2 separate regions of the Zea mays genome follow, and region 1 is linked to region 2. A link is a contact called in public Hi-C data. All regions are on one chromosome and are shown on one strand. The core of a region is the stretch at or near the end of the contact, and the rest is flanking DNA. Distances in the headings are between cores, read along the strand shown. Region 1 holds the start of LOC100191642 (Polyketide cyclase/dehydrase and lipid transport superfamily protein). Region 2 holds the start of LOC103626548 (protein DETOXIFICATION 46, chloroplastic).

What was found. Hi-C and Micro-C count contacts between places; a contact is called where the count stands out from the background.
Region 1: a contact with region 2 is called in a Hi-C map of leaf, with 2.7 times the contacts expected there. The contact joins the promoter of LOC100191642 here to the promoter of LOC103626548 in region 2. A contact is called at or near these places in 3 of 25 Hi-C or Micro-C datasets (ear, leaf and tassel).

What each region holds. Positions count from the first base shown.
Region 1 is chr5:74,701,436-74,708,725 of Zm-B73-REFERENCE-NAM-5.0, reverse strand. LOC100191642 (Polyketide cyclase/dehydrase and lipid transport superfamily protein) reads left to right here and starts at 5,163. Exons shown (of 5, transcript NM_001348730.1): 1 at 5,163-5,782; 2 at 5,893-6,075; 3 at 6,156-6,239; 4 at 6,770-6,851; 5 at 6,949-7,290. The coding sequence starts at 5,249. LOC100278883 (Protein LOW PSII ACCUMULATION 2 chloroplastic) reads right to left here and starts at 3,147. Exons shown (of 3, transcript NM_001152015.1): 1 at 2,741-3,147; 2 at 2,034-2,187; 3 at 1,012-1,240. The coding sequence starts at 3,116. The coding sequence ends at 2,048.
Region 2 is chr5:73,703,060-73,710,738 of Zm-B73-REFERENCE-NAM-5.0, reverse strand. It overlaps LOC103626548 (protein DETOXIFICATION 46, chloroplastic), which reads left to right and starts at 2,084. Exons shown (of 14, transcript XM_008646962.4): 1 at 2,084-2,742; 2 at 2,999-3,093; 3 at 3,658-3,766; 4 at 4,144-4,199; 5 at 4,562-4,617; 6 at 5,286-5,424; 7 at 6,162-6,299; 8 at 6,376-6,444; 9 at 6,539-6,649; 10 at 6,977-7,105; 11 at 7,248-7,325. The coding sequence starts at 2,373.

The sequences.
Region 1 (7,290 bases), core at 3,914-6,413, 990 kb before region 2:
GAATTCCTGTTATGTAGTAAAGATGTGACATTCGATCCTGTGCCATGATTTCATCATATGTGTGAGACTTGGTCCCAGCACACCTGGTGATTATTTCGCGCTCGGGTTTTGGACCCTAAAACCCGGGTGTGACAATCGTCCACCTGAAGCCCAACCTGCCACGTAAGTCGCTACTGACCGGACATGAATTCTTGTGCGCTGGGACGATGGACGTTGTTGACGTTGTGTGAGTGTCCTCGAACATGATGTATGTAGTGGAGTAGCGCATCCGGTGGTGCAACGGCCAGGGGTACTACCTCGCTGATGAGCCCGGGGTGCACTTCGTTTGGCAGCCCAACTAAGAGTCTTTGATACTCGTCATGTCACGTGCGTTCGACGACTACTATATCGAGGATTGTGGCGTCATCTTGGCGCCGGAGGTGACGCAGAGGAGGATCGATAACAGTGACCAGTTCGTCATCCTCGCCACCGTCAGGGTAGCTTTTGTGTCGGCTTACCTTTAATTCTCTTTGCAAACACACACTTGCATTTTTATTTAAGCAAGAGCGTATGGTGGTGCATGTCTGATGACTAACGATGTACGAGGAAATTTCTTCCGGCATGTGTAGAATGTGCTCTACAATGATGAGATCATACAAATCGTGGCATATATCGAAGTCTGTATGATACTGATGGTTGCAATGTAGTGGTAAAACAATTAGATTAAAATAACAAAATTTATGTATGGCTAGGATCATAAATTGATTATGAAACATTTTCTCATAACAGTATAACACACATTTTGTATATAAGTTATCATAGTATACTGGTATTATATATTCTCGTTGTAACGCACGGGCACTCAGCTAGTTTTATATTATGCAAAGAGCCAACACATGTTACATATCAAGAGTGTGTAGACACGAAAACACTCCTACATGGTTATCAATAGATAAACAAATTTAGGATAAACTCTGACAGCAATCTACCATGCAAATTGTGTGGTCAAAATGGTCTCAACAAGCCAATTGATCGCCAAAAACCAATATACAACTCAACTTAATACATATTCAGGAAAGTATCCATTGATCGTTAATTTACAAACAAACAAAAAAGAATAATTAGGAATTTGGGATGCAGGATATAAGGAAAAATAAATAAAAACACCAGCCTATTCTCTGGCACATATCTGCTGCTTTAAGCTACTTCATACATAACAAGCACATTTGCTAACTCTACCCTCATCATTGCTCCAAACATGCTGCATCAAAGAAGATAAAAGTTAGTAACAGCATCAGAGGCAGGGAATGGATGGCAGTTGCAGAGACAGACATAAACCTATGAAAAAAACATGAAAACCTTTGCATGGAACATTATTTTTGGACACCTAGATTCTAGAAGCTACTAGTGTGCACAAATGTTATCATGAAAGTTAACATCATGATAAAACTAATGATATTGAAGTATTATCTACCAGTCTAGATAATTGTAATGTGAAACTTCCAGAAAAAACAAATATGCATTGCAAAAAAAAAACTTAGCAATGACTACGAACCCCTTTTTCCTTAAAAGAAACTCTTGAGGTGTACCATCCAGAACCTAATTATGAAGCACATTATTACTATTCAGTGTTACTCTTCTTGTACCATCCAGAACCTAATTATGAAGCACATTATTACCACATTGCAGGATTTATAATTTGTAGATACCACAATAGCATCTTTATGCATCATTACATGCATTAAAACAAATGCTAGGAACAAAACTGTTTAGAGCAACTTAAATAACCTATGGTCCAGCTGGAGTAAGAGATTCACTCATCAATCAATATTTCTATCGTGATGTCTAGAGTAAGAGATTCACTCATCAATCAATATTTCTATCGTGATGTCTAGAGTAAGAGATGCCCTTATCCACCAGCAGCTCTATCGTGAAATCATTCAATCTTGACTTTCTAGTGAAGCATAACATACCATAAACTGTAGAATAGCGTGTGAACAAAATTAGGAGAAGTAAAGCCTAGATGTTCACAAGATGATTATATTTAGTCTCACCTTCGTGCTGTCATCTAGCTTTTGCTTTTCTCGCTTTCAAAGTATTTGAGGACACCATACCCAACCGTACCAGCCAAAAACAGAACAACTGTTGGAGTGAACGATGGATAAAGGTACTTAACAAAGAAGCTGTCATATTCCTCTGGCAGAAAACCTGCATGACATACAAGTTCAAAACATGACTACTTGGCTCAGCAGTTCTGCAGTACCAAAAGCTTTCACAACTTAACTAGTAGTTTTATGCTTTCTTTGATAGTTTTGTGCATCATGCTACACTCAGATTCATGTCGCTGATTACTTCAATGTATCATTGGTTCAGGATTCAGGAATTGCACCTGGCAATTCCAGAGTTGCGATGATCGCTGCACCAATATGTTACATTTGAAGATTTCTCATGTCTTGAGTACTATAATGCGATTTATGAAAGGTAAAAAAAGCCACCAGTGACTATTTATGAAAGGTAAAAAGCTGCCATGTGAGCTAAAAAACTACCACAATGCCACCACCATGACAATTTTGTTCAATTCATCAATAGTTGACAGAATAATAGCACCATCCCTTGTGTTAATATAGTCATATGTACGCACAAAGTTCCTCAATTGGGGAGACTACAGTCATATTCTAAACTGAATTCACCAACAGTCCACCATAATCAAAGTGAGTGCAGCACTGTAAGTTGGAGACCAAATTGCTAGTACGTATATTACCGGAGGCGGCGAGTGCGATGCCCTCGACAAGGATGATGATGCCTAGCCCAAGCCAGGCGAGGAGGAAGGCGTTCTCGTTGGCCTGCCGCTGCCGTAGCTCCTCCTCCGTGGGCCCCTTCCCACCGGCGCCCCCGGCCCTGGACGCCGCCTCATTCTTCTGCTGCTGGAATATGGAGGCGCTTCCCGGCGGCGCGCGGCGGACCACGGGCGCTGGAGGCTCCAGCGCCTTGGTGTCCTTGCCCTTGCTGCCGCTCTTGGGCTTCTTGCCCTTCTTGCTCCCCGAGCTCGAGGAAGAGGCGGTGACGCGGAACACGGGCGGCGCTCGGAGGAGGGTCACGCCGGCGCCGGGGAGGAGCGCGGGGGAGAGGGACGCCATGGCCACGGCGACGGCGCGCGGCTTATCCGACAGTTTGAGGGGGAGATGACGAGGTGAGTTTGTGGGCCGGGCCGGAGAGAGGGATGGACGCGTGTTTCGTGGGCCATGGCTTCCTTTCATTCTTATATCCAGGAAATCCAATTTAACTCCCTCGTCTCATTTTGCTCGTTGAATTCCAAAATCAGAAGAATTTTTTTTGGCATCCCTCGCCTTTTAAAAAACAATTGTTTTTCACCTATAGTGGTTTTACTGATGTGGTGATCCATATCATATGGGCTAAACTAAGTTAAAAGTTTGAGAAGACAAATCAGATATATTTTAAAAAAATCCAAAGAAATAAAAAATGTTTCATTTTTCTTTTTTAGACCAAAACCTATATAGGATGACATCCTTTCGTTTTGAAGTATGCCATTACATGTTTTCATATAAACTCAGTTAGGCGCTGTTTGTAAAAGATATTAACTGAAGATGATGTTTAAAATGCGTGGTTTTAATATTCGATGATGTACATGTTTTACAAGTGTCCTTACGGCCAAGGCGACAAGCTCTCTAGCCACGCTAGACGTGCTCGGATCACTACCCGCGACGTGTCAGCTCGTGCAGCAAGAAAAATCTGTGTTGGAGAAGTACCAACAATATGGGTGGCAGACACAAGGGGGGGCAAAAATATAGCACAGAGCACGCAAAAAAAAAAGCACGGATGCTGCCACTCACGACGGCCGACCGGCCCGACCCGATTAGTGGTGGCGATGTGACGCCGCCGGCGAGGGGGGGAGTGGGGCACCAAAGCGAGTCGCGAGCCGACGTGGCGGCGCGGCGTTGGACGGGAGTGAGATTTGGGCCCCCACCGGAATCGACGCGCGCCACCGGCAGCCTCAGCCCCCAGATCCCCTTATCGCTTTGGGGTTGGGCTGGGCTTGTCGCGGCAGTGCATGCGCCCGGTCCATGGGCTGCTGCATCGTACGGCCACAAGACAAGAGCGCCCCTTTCATCAAATGAAAAAAGAAAAGAAAAGTGAGTTTCTTTTGTCTCACTAATATTTTTTTTGGGTTCTATTATATCCCCTTATCGCTTTTGTGGGATATATCCAACATGGGAGAGGAGGGGAATTGAGAAAGAGTACGTGACTGACTCTAGGGTGATTTAGTCAATTAGTCTCAGCCAAGAACAATGACGTATCGTAGAAGCATAGGATCGGAAGGGTTTACCGAGTTGACCACCCACCAAATCGCATGTTTGAATAACACTCTCCATGTAAAATACTACCTCGGTTCCTGAATAAACAAATCAATTTTCTAGGAGCTGATCCAACATGTAAGATTGGTCCGATTCCCCCCCCCCCCCCCCCCCCCCTTTTTGCTCTAGGAGCTGATTTATTTGGACGAAGATTTTGTTTTTTCCACACCTAATCAAACGTCATGTTGCTACGGACTAATAGTTATGCATGGCCCTTTTTGTGTAGTTTGGCAAGCCTAGAAGCCACGGGCATAGCATATTCCTTTTAGCTGTGTACCCTTTGTGCCTTTAAGGAACAACACGGGGAGTCGGGGATACATGGAATGCTTAGGAAAGCGACTTCACAACCAACAGCTAATGAGATGATGCGGTAAGTAAGCACACACCATCAGCACGCTATTATAATCTATAATACATGAGTTAGAACACCAAAGGGCAAACCATACCTTTTCTTTTCTTTTTTAACAAAAAAATGATGAAACGCTTAAGTCCTAACCAATAAACAAATGCCCACCAGACTCAGCTCTTGTTTTTGTTTACCATATCACGTAGCATCCACGCAGCTCTGCGAACTCCAAATAAAGTAGGGTGGGATTGATTATTTAAACTCTGCAAAGTACAAAAATGAAAGGTTTAGAAATCAGATAGGTAGAAAAGATAGGGAGGTCAAGAGTGAGATAGTCCATGCACCGTGTCCACACGCCTCCATCCCTGCTCGTGCACCACACCTTACCCTTCCCTAAACCAAACAAAAAAATCGAGTCTTTAATCCTCGCCAGAGGCCGTAAAGCCCCCCTCCTTCCTCCCTCCCTCCATCCCTCCCCCTACCCTGCCCCCACACACACACCGCCGCGTCCGACCCCCTACGCCGTCGACTGCTCGGCCGGTCGGCTCCGATGGGGTACGTGCTGTCGGCGGTGGGCAGGGTGCTGGAGCAGCCCACGGCGTGGGGGGCGGCCTGGGAGATGGCGCTCCTCGCGGGGCCCCTGTGGGCGGCGGCCCTCCTCGGCCTGCTGCTCGGCTGGGCCTGGCGCCCGCGCTGGGCAGCCGGCCTCGTCGTCGCCACCGCGGACGACGGCGGCAGCGCCACCACCGCCGCCGCCGCCGCGCAGCCGCCCTTCGCCACGCTCGACTTCTGGAAGGCCCAGCTCCCCGCCCGCCTCCGCGCCCCGCTCGGCACCGCCGTGCAGCAGAGGGAGGGTGACAAGGACGCCGTGCAACGGAACCGCGGAACGGTGGCGCTTGGCAGGTCGTCGGAGACGGAGACGGCGACGGCGAGAGAGGAGCCGGTGGCGGTGGCGGTGGGGATGGCCGACCTGGTGAACCTCTGGAGGCTGGTGGAGGGCGCGGACGGTGGCCCGGCCTGGACCAAGATGATGGAGAAGTCGCTGCCCACCATGACGTACCGGGCGTGGAGGAGGGACGCCCAGGTGAGCGGATTTTTTTTTCACGAGCCTCAGCGTCGTGTTTTTTTTTATTACTTGATTTCATGTTCATGTAACGATTGAATTTTATTTTTATCTGGATGAATATTTTGTAGACCGGGCCTCCGCAGTACCAGAGCAGCAGCATCTTCGAGAACGCCAGTCCAGAGGAGGTGAGGGACTTCTTCGGGGACGACGAGTTCCGGATGTCCAACAGGTGGGACGACATGCTCATCTACCACAAGACCCTGGAGGAGTGCCGGACCACTGGGACGATGAAAGTGCATTGGGTCCGGAAGGTAAATAATAAATAGCGGGCCTCTCTGGCTGACTCATCGCATTGTATTGTATGACTCATCTCTTGCGCTCGCTGTCGCAGTTCCCCTTCTTCTGCAGCGACAGGGAGTACATAATCGCCCGGCGGATATGGAAGCTGGGGGGCGCCTATTATTGCGTCACAAAGGTAAAACTAGACTTGGAAAAAAAAAGAACTACTGCGTGTTGTTCTTGTTTGGGGATATTGATTCCAGGAGGTAGTGGGGTTTATGCTTGATCCCTGATGCAAAAGTACTATACAGTTTCTTGGATGAACTTTGACACATGGCCTGTTGGCTATATAGCTTACGCTTCATGCAGACCGTAATCTATGCTGTGTCTGTGTTGCCCGTCAACTAATAACTCCAGTTTGGAATAGGCACAAGGCACACAGCTTTAGAAGTGCAGTGGCCTGTTTGTTCCCTAATCCTGATATTTCTTGATGGCTATGTGTGCCCAATGAGACTGACCTGAGGCAACCTGTCCACCACCTGCGGAGTACACTTTTGACACCATTCAAGTTCTGATGTTAGTGCTGAGTTGGTGGCAGCGGAGTCTCCAATCCTTTCCATCACCATTGTTCCTTCGAAAGCAAGCTATGCACGCAGGCCATCAGCATTGCGCAAAATACAATGCCCAACTGTTGACGTGTTGGCAATGTGATTGATATATGCGCAGGGCATACCATGCTCATCCATTCCACGGCGTAGCAGACCTCGGAGAGTCGATCTGTATTACTCAAGCTGGTGCATCCGCGCAGGTAAACCATTCTCCTCGCTCGCTCGCTCGCTCACTTTGCTCGAGGATGGTGACCAATAAAAAAAAAGATGAACTAAGAACTCGATGTTTGGAAACAGTGGAGTCCAGGAGAGGGAACGGAGGAGGAAGGGGGGCGACGGCCTGTGAGGTTCTGCTGTTCCACCACGAGGACATGGGCATCCCGTACGAGATCGCCAAGCTGGGCATTAGGCAAGGGATGTGGGGGTGCGTGAAGAGGATCGAGCCGGGGCTCCGGGCCTACCAGCAGGCGCGGGCCGCGGGGGCGCCGCCGTCGCGGAGCGCCCTGATGGCCCGGATCAACACCAAGGTCAGCGCCGACGGTTTCGCTCGCCGGTCGATGGAGTCGTTGTCCAGCTCCAGCGGCGGCGACGGGCCGGAGACCGCGGACGACGCGCAGGAGACAGAGAACAAGAAGCCCG
Region 2 (7,679 bases), core at 835-3,334:
GCAGCTGAGACAGGAGATGGCGCTGACCAGTGGGGGCCACCGGCCAGAGAGCGCGCACGTGAGTGAGTGGCAAGCGGGCCCGTGGTGTCAGCGTGCCGCGCACAGTCGGTTTGGGCCGCGCGGAGGGGAAAGGGTAAGTGGGCCAAATTTGGGATCTACGGCCCAGGTAGGTTCTTCCTCCCCTTTTCTTTTTTATTTTTTTATTTTCCTTTCTTGTTTTCTTTTATTCTTAACTATTTTGAATTTTAAATTTGAATTTTGAATACGAATTTCACCATTGAGTCAAGTATACGAATTCAAGCTTCTAGTGGAGGAATAATATATTTTTATTTACTTATTTTTATCCACAAAATTCTTATTTTCTTATCTTTTCTAAATTTTACAATTCCTTTTGGATTTTAAATTCCACTTTGGACTTTAATATATTTCTTATCACATTGTTATTTTATTTTGTCACAATGTGCACACAAAAGAAAATCTCAGCATGATGCATAATTTGTTTTTGGGTATCTTTTGTTTATTTATTTATTTGTTTTCATGTGATGTTCTCATGGAATGATAAATATGGATAACACACATATATACAGGAATATCATTTCTCCTTTTAGGTTATCCTCCACAAGTTACAAGTTGGGTATTACAAGGTAGAAAATCCGAGACAGAAAGGTGGCCTAGATCTAGGACCCGTTGAAACAGTGTGTTAAGGGCACCTGTGTCGAATTCAATTGTGTAAGAGCATCTCCAACATATGTCAATACTCTTTGATCCCAATCTTTAATTCAGAGAAATTTTAAAACCGACATCCAACAGAACCTAATCTGCTAAATCTGTAATCTATAGAGACAAAAACCAGCTGTTTGCTTCGGATTAAAGTCAATTGTTTGGACTCTACAATGTATAAAGACAAAAACACAGAGTAGAAGCCAAGCGAACTTCTCACCCTATTTTTATTGGATATGCTCATATAAAGACTCCTGATTCATTTGGCATAAAAAATGTAACGCATGCGAAATCACTTGAGAGAGCAGTTGATTCATTTGAGAGGTGACTTTCAAATTTCAATTCATTCATTCGTTCATCTCCAGAATAGTGTAGAGAGCCAGACATGAGACGCCTCCAAAACGGGACAATTCGTTCAATGTAACTTCTTAACCTGAGCGTCTAGAAACTATCCCTCCCTAGTAAGATATCCCTCCCTAATACGTTCTCCGTTTTTTAATATATAACATCGTTAATTTTTAAAAAAACTTTAACCACTCGTCTTATTCAAAATATTTATTCGAAGATCTAAAATTTCAAGTAACGCCCAAATTACCTTAAGTGATAAAATAAATTATAACAAAATAAATAATATTTCAAAGTTTTTGTTGATTAAGAGTGATTAAAGTTTTCAAAAAATTAATAGTGTCATATATTTAAGAATGGAGGTAGTATAATTCTTCTCGAATTACAGTACCTCGTCTATCTAGTTAGCAGTGGCGGCCATGAGGGTGGGGCGGAGGGGCCGCCACCCCGGGCCCCTAATTATATAGGGCCCGAATCTAGTTATACATTCAATAATTAGACTATCAGACACAATAGCTTAATAGTGAAATATCGAATAATTAACAGTCACGAAACGTTCACAATCCGGTCGTATTTAAACATGTTAAAAGAACTTTTAAGATAGTACTATAATATGTATCTTTTTATTTATTTGTTGCTTTATATGAATATTTTTAGATGCGTCTTTAGTTTATATATTGATATCATTTTTATATAACAATAGTTTGATGGACCTCTATTTTAAATTTGCACCGAGCCCCTAAAACCTCTAGTCCGCCGCTGCTAGTTAGGTTCTGATTCTTTTTATTTTTAAGTTAGTTTTATATTAAAAGTAAAAAGAAATAAGATCCAACTAGACAAGGTGAGAAAAATTGCATTAACGAATGATATTTTCTAGGATGAGGTATTTTCTAGATGGTCAGTTTTTTTTTATATTGTCCCATAGTTGAGCGGAGAGCTTTTGACGTCGGCTAGTTTGGACGGGCCATTTTCTTGGGACCATTTTCAGGAAGACAGGAACCAGCCTCAAAATAGCAACGGCGACACCGCGACAGGCAGCTCGCTCCCCTCCCGCCCCACTCGTCGGCTAGTCGCCTAGTCCCTTTCCCTTCCACACGATTCGGAGCAGCACGTGCGCGTCAAACCTTACCACCACCGCCATCGTCTTGCGGCTAAATTGCCTTGAGACGCCGCAGCACTGCAGCAGCACAGGGGGGGAGAAGGGGCGGGCGCTCGAGTGAACCACCACTACACTACTCCGCGTCTCCCTCCCCTGGCTACGAGGCTATAATAACGAGCGCGTAAGACGGCCGGCGGCGCACGCAGCCATGTCCGCGCACCTCCGCCTACTCTCGGCCGCCCACGTCTCCGCGCCCACACCCACCTCCCTCCACCGCCTCCGTGGCCCTCCTCCTTCTCCTCCCGCGGCCCGCCTCCGGCTGCTGCTGCGACCGCCGCGGCTCGGGGGGAGCCAGGCGCGCTTCGCCGGCGCCGTCCGCTGCTCCGGCTCGGCGTCGGCGCCGGCGGTCGCGCGGGTTGGCGAGGACAGCGACGCGGCGGCGGGCATATGGGAGCAGGTGCGGGATATCGTCGTGTTCGCCGGCCCCGCGCTAGGGCTCTGGATCTGCGGTCCGCTCATGAGCCTCATCGACACCATGGTCATCGGCCAGACCTCCGCACTCCAGCTCGCCGCGCTAGGTTCGTCCTCCTCCCTTCCTATCTTTCTCCCTCGTCTTCTCCGATGCTGCGACTTTTGTAACTGTATGTAACAGACGACTGATATTGAGCGTCTCTGGGTCATCCAACCCCCGAGAATGCAAGCGCTTCTCGGCGCGCCTCATATCATACATGTCTTTAATTCATATGATATCATCTCCATAGGTTTGCAGAGTAGCTCCATCTGTAAATTCCTCGTCTAGCAGCTCAATGATATCATACATATCTTTCCTTTCAGGGCCTGGGACAGTGTTCTGCGATTACCTAAGCTACATATTCATGTTCCTCTCGGTCGCAACATCCAACATGGTGGCCACCTCCTTAGCCAAAAAGGTGTGCCCTCTAATTCTATCGGAGACACACTCTTCTTCTTTGTTAATCATGTTTTAAGAACAGTCTGTGGTCCAGTCTGTCAGGCGAAGAGGATACCAACCTTAGCTACGAGCAATATTTCTGTCCGTCGTGTTCTACCCACCTAGGGCTCGTTTGGATACTCTAGTATTCACCTCAATTCGCATGAATTGAGGCGGATTGAGGTGTAGGTGAATACTAGAGTATCCAAACAAAGTCTTAAAGTTCTTGCCGAACTAGAGTTACATGGCTACCTATTCTGATATAAGTTTGCCCCTCTCTCCACATGAGCATGCGACTATACATTTGATTTGCTATTAAGAATACCATACTTGTACTTCACACCGCACATACATAGGGTACTACCTGGCAGCAAGTGCTTGCTTCATGCCAAGGATTTTGTTGCTTGGTACATTGCTATGCTCCTACTTTGTGTGCTCGTGCTTGCTAGTAGACTTTAACAATGTGTCGAATGGCAATCACTTTCATGGATTTTGCGTTCTTGCTGTATTGGTTATCTAATCTGGTTGCAGTTACCATACACAGGATGAAGAACTTACACAACATCAAGTGTCTATGTTACTGTTTCTTGCTCTTGCTTGTGGCATAGGAATGTTTTTGTTCACCAAGGTGTTTGGTACTCAAGTATTGACTGGTAAGCCTTTGCAGTAAAATATTCTGCGAACCTGCAACAATCATCTTGTTCTTCATACTTCCTTGGAAGTGCTGAGCATTTCTGTATTTTCTAATGAAAAAAAAACTGATGAGTTATTTTTTCACTGTAATATCTCGTTTTATGCTTTGCTGCCTTGTCCTAGAGGCCTAGACAATTACTGCTTTTATCTTTACTGCTGAACTTATTTTAAATCGTTTGTCAGATTAGGACATTTTGTTAGGATCTATGAAATATAAGACACATTTGAATTTGTCCTGTCAGTTTATTCTTTGGCATATAGTTTTTTTTTGCCCCTTATGATGCATTGTTTCATTAACTATATAATTTTTTTAACTTCTTTCCTCTTCCCTCTGCAGCTTTTACTGGATCTGGGAATTATGAACTTATTTCTTCGGCCAATACATATGCACAGGTCTGTATAGTTGAACATATCTCTCTGCAATGTTATCACGGCATCACCCCATTTTAATTGATAGAAAAGGAAATATTTCTGGTTAAAGCTAGCATCGTGTGGTTTCGAGTTTTCTTTTATTGAGCATTAGCAGTAAAAAGGATCAATAGTATAAGTGGATATGGTGCAAAGTTCAGTTTTATGATGTATGTCAAATAAAACCTCAGAGGCTTGTGTATGAGAGTGGGAAGCAGGCAGAAAAGAAAGGCATGCTACAAAAGACTCCTGCATATGAAGTTTACATGTAGGATATCATAGGGTATAGAGTTAACCTTTTATTTTTGTGTGCAGTAACGTATATCAATATGTATACTTGCTTTCAGATAAGAGGTTTCGCATGGCCTGCAGTTCTTGTTGGCTTAGTTGCTCAAAGTGCTAGGTACTTGTTGTGCTCATTCTCTTATTTATTGGATATAATTTGCTAGTTCTTCTATTTTGTACCTGCTGGATTTGTCCCATGTTTCTTTTTTTTTCTCGACCAAGGGGAGAGACGTCCCCTGATTTTTTCACTTAAGAAGTTGATGCTGCGACTCGAACCCGGGCTGGCCCAGCAGACCGCTTCTTTGGCGTGTCCGGCTGACCAATTGCACCGTGAGAGTGTTGGCTTGTCCCATGTTTCTTCCTTTGTTAAACTATAGTTTGTGTTATTCGGATTTGAAAAGTAAATTTACTACAAAAGAAAATATGCTAAAAGTTAATCCAAGTCATGATATGTAATTTTGAATGGGACCTAAAAGTTATATCTCTAGACGACATGCCTACTTGCCTTCAAATGCTCTTCTTGTGGATTTGTGGTAGAGCATTGAAAACCTGGATATAAGTCTAGTTGAATACTGGTTGGTATCTCTTTGAGTTGGACACTTGGTACTTTCAAGAATAGTCATCAATTGTAGTCACCTATTCTCCGTATTGCCATGAATAAACAGACATGGGCTACACTGCTACTACATGCTTATAATAATGCAATGGTTCAAATTAGTCTTTTATACTACAGCTATTCTTGATTGGATGCTTATCTTATTATATAGTGTGTTTGTTATACCTCAGTCTGGGCATGAAGGACTCTTGGGGTCCTTTGAAGGCATTGGCAGCTGCTAGTGTTATAAATGGTGTTGGTGATATATTTCTTTGCTCTGTTTGTGACTATGGAATTGCTGGTGCTGCCTGGGCAACTATGGTTTCACAGGTACAGACACACTTGGCACTTTCTTAATCACCATGTGACTTCTCCTTAATGACACTTTTTACTTGTTATGGCACTCCTCAATCTTTTATGGAAGGCATGTTTGAGAGCCTTTTCAACGTAGGACTTGTTAGACCATCTTGCACATTATGCTAGAAACTGAGGTAATGAAGTTTTTGGTTAGTTTAATTGTAAGATAATGGTTTGTACCTATGGAAGGATACTCGCCCCAATTTAAGGGAAATGATATAATCAATGAGGGGCACACAAGAACTTGAAAAGAATGGTTTGTACCTATGGAAGGATGTTCCTCTCAATTTGAGGGAAATGATATAATCAATGAGGAGCAAACAAGAACTAGATAGATGATTCTTTATTCTTGCTATGCCATAGGCTTGGCCTAGGCGGGCCACATCCCAACAAGAATGTGTAACAACATGAGCATGGCAAAGTTGTTGATCATTCATTGTGTAGCTTAATAAGCACTGAGCAAGTGAGCATGGGTCCACAAAGCTGTCGATCATGCACTGTTTAGCTTAATAAGCACACCATCCAACTTGCTCATAAGTGAAACACACATTAGTAAAAGTTTTTTTTTCTGTCACTCCATTTTGAGAAGCCTATGTGGTTTGTATTGATATTGGAAACCTCATTGCTTATCAGCAAGTTTTTTCTCTCTTTCTTCATGCTTGACTATTCAATTGTTTTCTAGAGTGACTATTTTTTTGACACACAATCAGGTTGTTGCAGCTTTCATGATGATGCAAAATCTAAGCAATAAGGGTTTTCGAGCTTTCTCATTTACGATTCCATCAGTTAGAGAGCTATTGCAGATATTTGAAATTGCAGCTCCTGTTTTTGTGACAATGACGTCCAAGGTAACATTTTCTGGTCTAGCAATCTTGCATCCTTTCCTTGTATCACTGTAATGAATTATTTCAAAATTCTCTGTAGGTGGCATTTTATGCATTGCTCACATATTCTGCGACTTCTATGGGAGCAATAACGCTTGCAGCCCATCAGGTTTATGCTTGTAACTCATGAAATGATTGCTCGCAAGGGAATATTTGTAAAAAGGGACTTTGACAAATGTGCCATTTACTCAATTCTTTTGAAGGTTATGATCAATGTCTTATGCATGTGTACTGTTTGGGGCGAACCTCTGTCTCAAACTGCACAGTCATTCATGCCTGAGCTGGTATATGGTGCTAATCGGAATCTGACCAAGGTACCTATTGATTACATTGTTACAAATTTATGTGGATAACAAAACAGTTACCCTTCCTGGCATGGACAGCAATGTGTATTTGATGATCGCGTGTCCATGCGTAATTATGAATCGTATTTCATATGGTTCAGCTAAACGGAACTTATTACACCCAATGAATCAATGATACAGTTAGCTCTTCTAACCAGTTAGTTTCTTAACAAACGTACTATATGCTTTGTATGAAAGTGTATTTTCACATGTCTTCCTTTCTTTTCCCCATAGTATAACTGCACGAGCATTTTATTCATTACTTCGAAAGATCCTAAAACGAACTTTTAAATCTAGGCAAGGATGCTATTGAAGTCACTTGTGATCATTGGAGCGATAACTGGATTGACCTTGGGGGTAGTAGGGACACTTGTTCCATGGCTTTTCCCCAGTGTCTTTACCAATGACCAAAGGGTCATCCAGCAGGTCCGTTGCATTGCTTTAGATTTATTATCATATATATTATTCTTGATTCACCACTAATTTCTACCATTGAATTTTGACTATGAGTATTTTTTTTTCTCAACCATCATCTGTAACTCATCAAATCTGATTTTATCATCAACAGATGCACCGAGTACTGGCTCCATATTTCAGTGTATTGCTGGTGACTCCTTCAATACACTCCCTTGAGGGAACACTCTTGGTAAGCTGATAAACTTTTTTATTTCATTTCTCCGATCCACGCCGATTCTTCTGTAAATTGCACTGGTTGACTAAACTTGTTTGGTTTGTACCCAAACTAGCCCTGCCAAATTTTAGCAGCAACAATTTAAGTCAGGTGTTGGTTCGACGTTGCATTTGGCCAAGCATTTGTAGGAAAAATGCATGGCATATGAACCATAAACCACGGTTTTTTTTGCTAAATTTTGGGAATCATCCAAGCTCCTAGGGCTAGGGGTGAAAACGGAAACGGTAATTTTCGGATACCGAGAATCGTTTTCGAAATTTTACCGAAATTTAGGGCTAAACGGACACGAAAACGGTAGAAAATAACCGG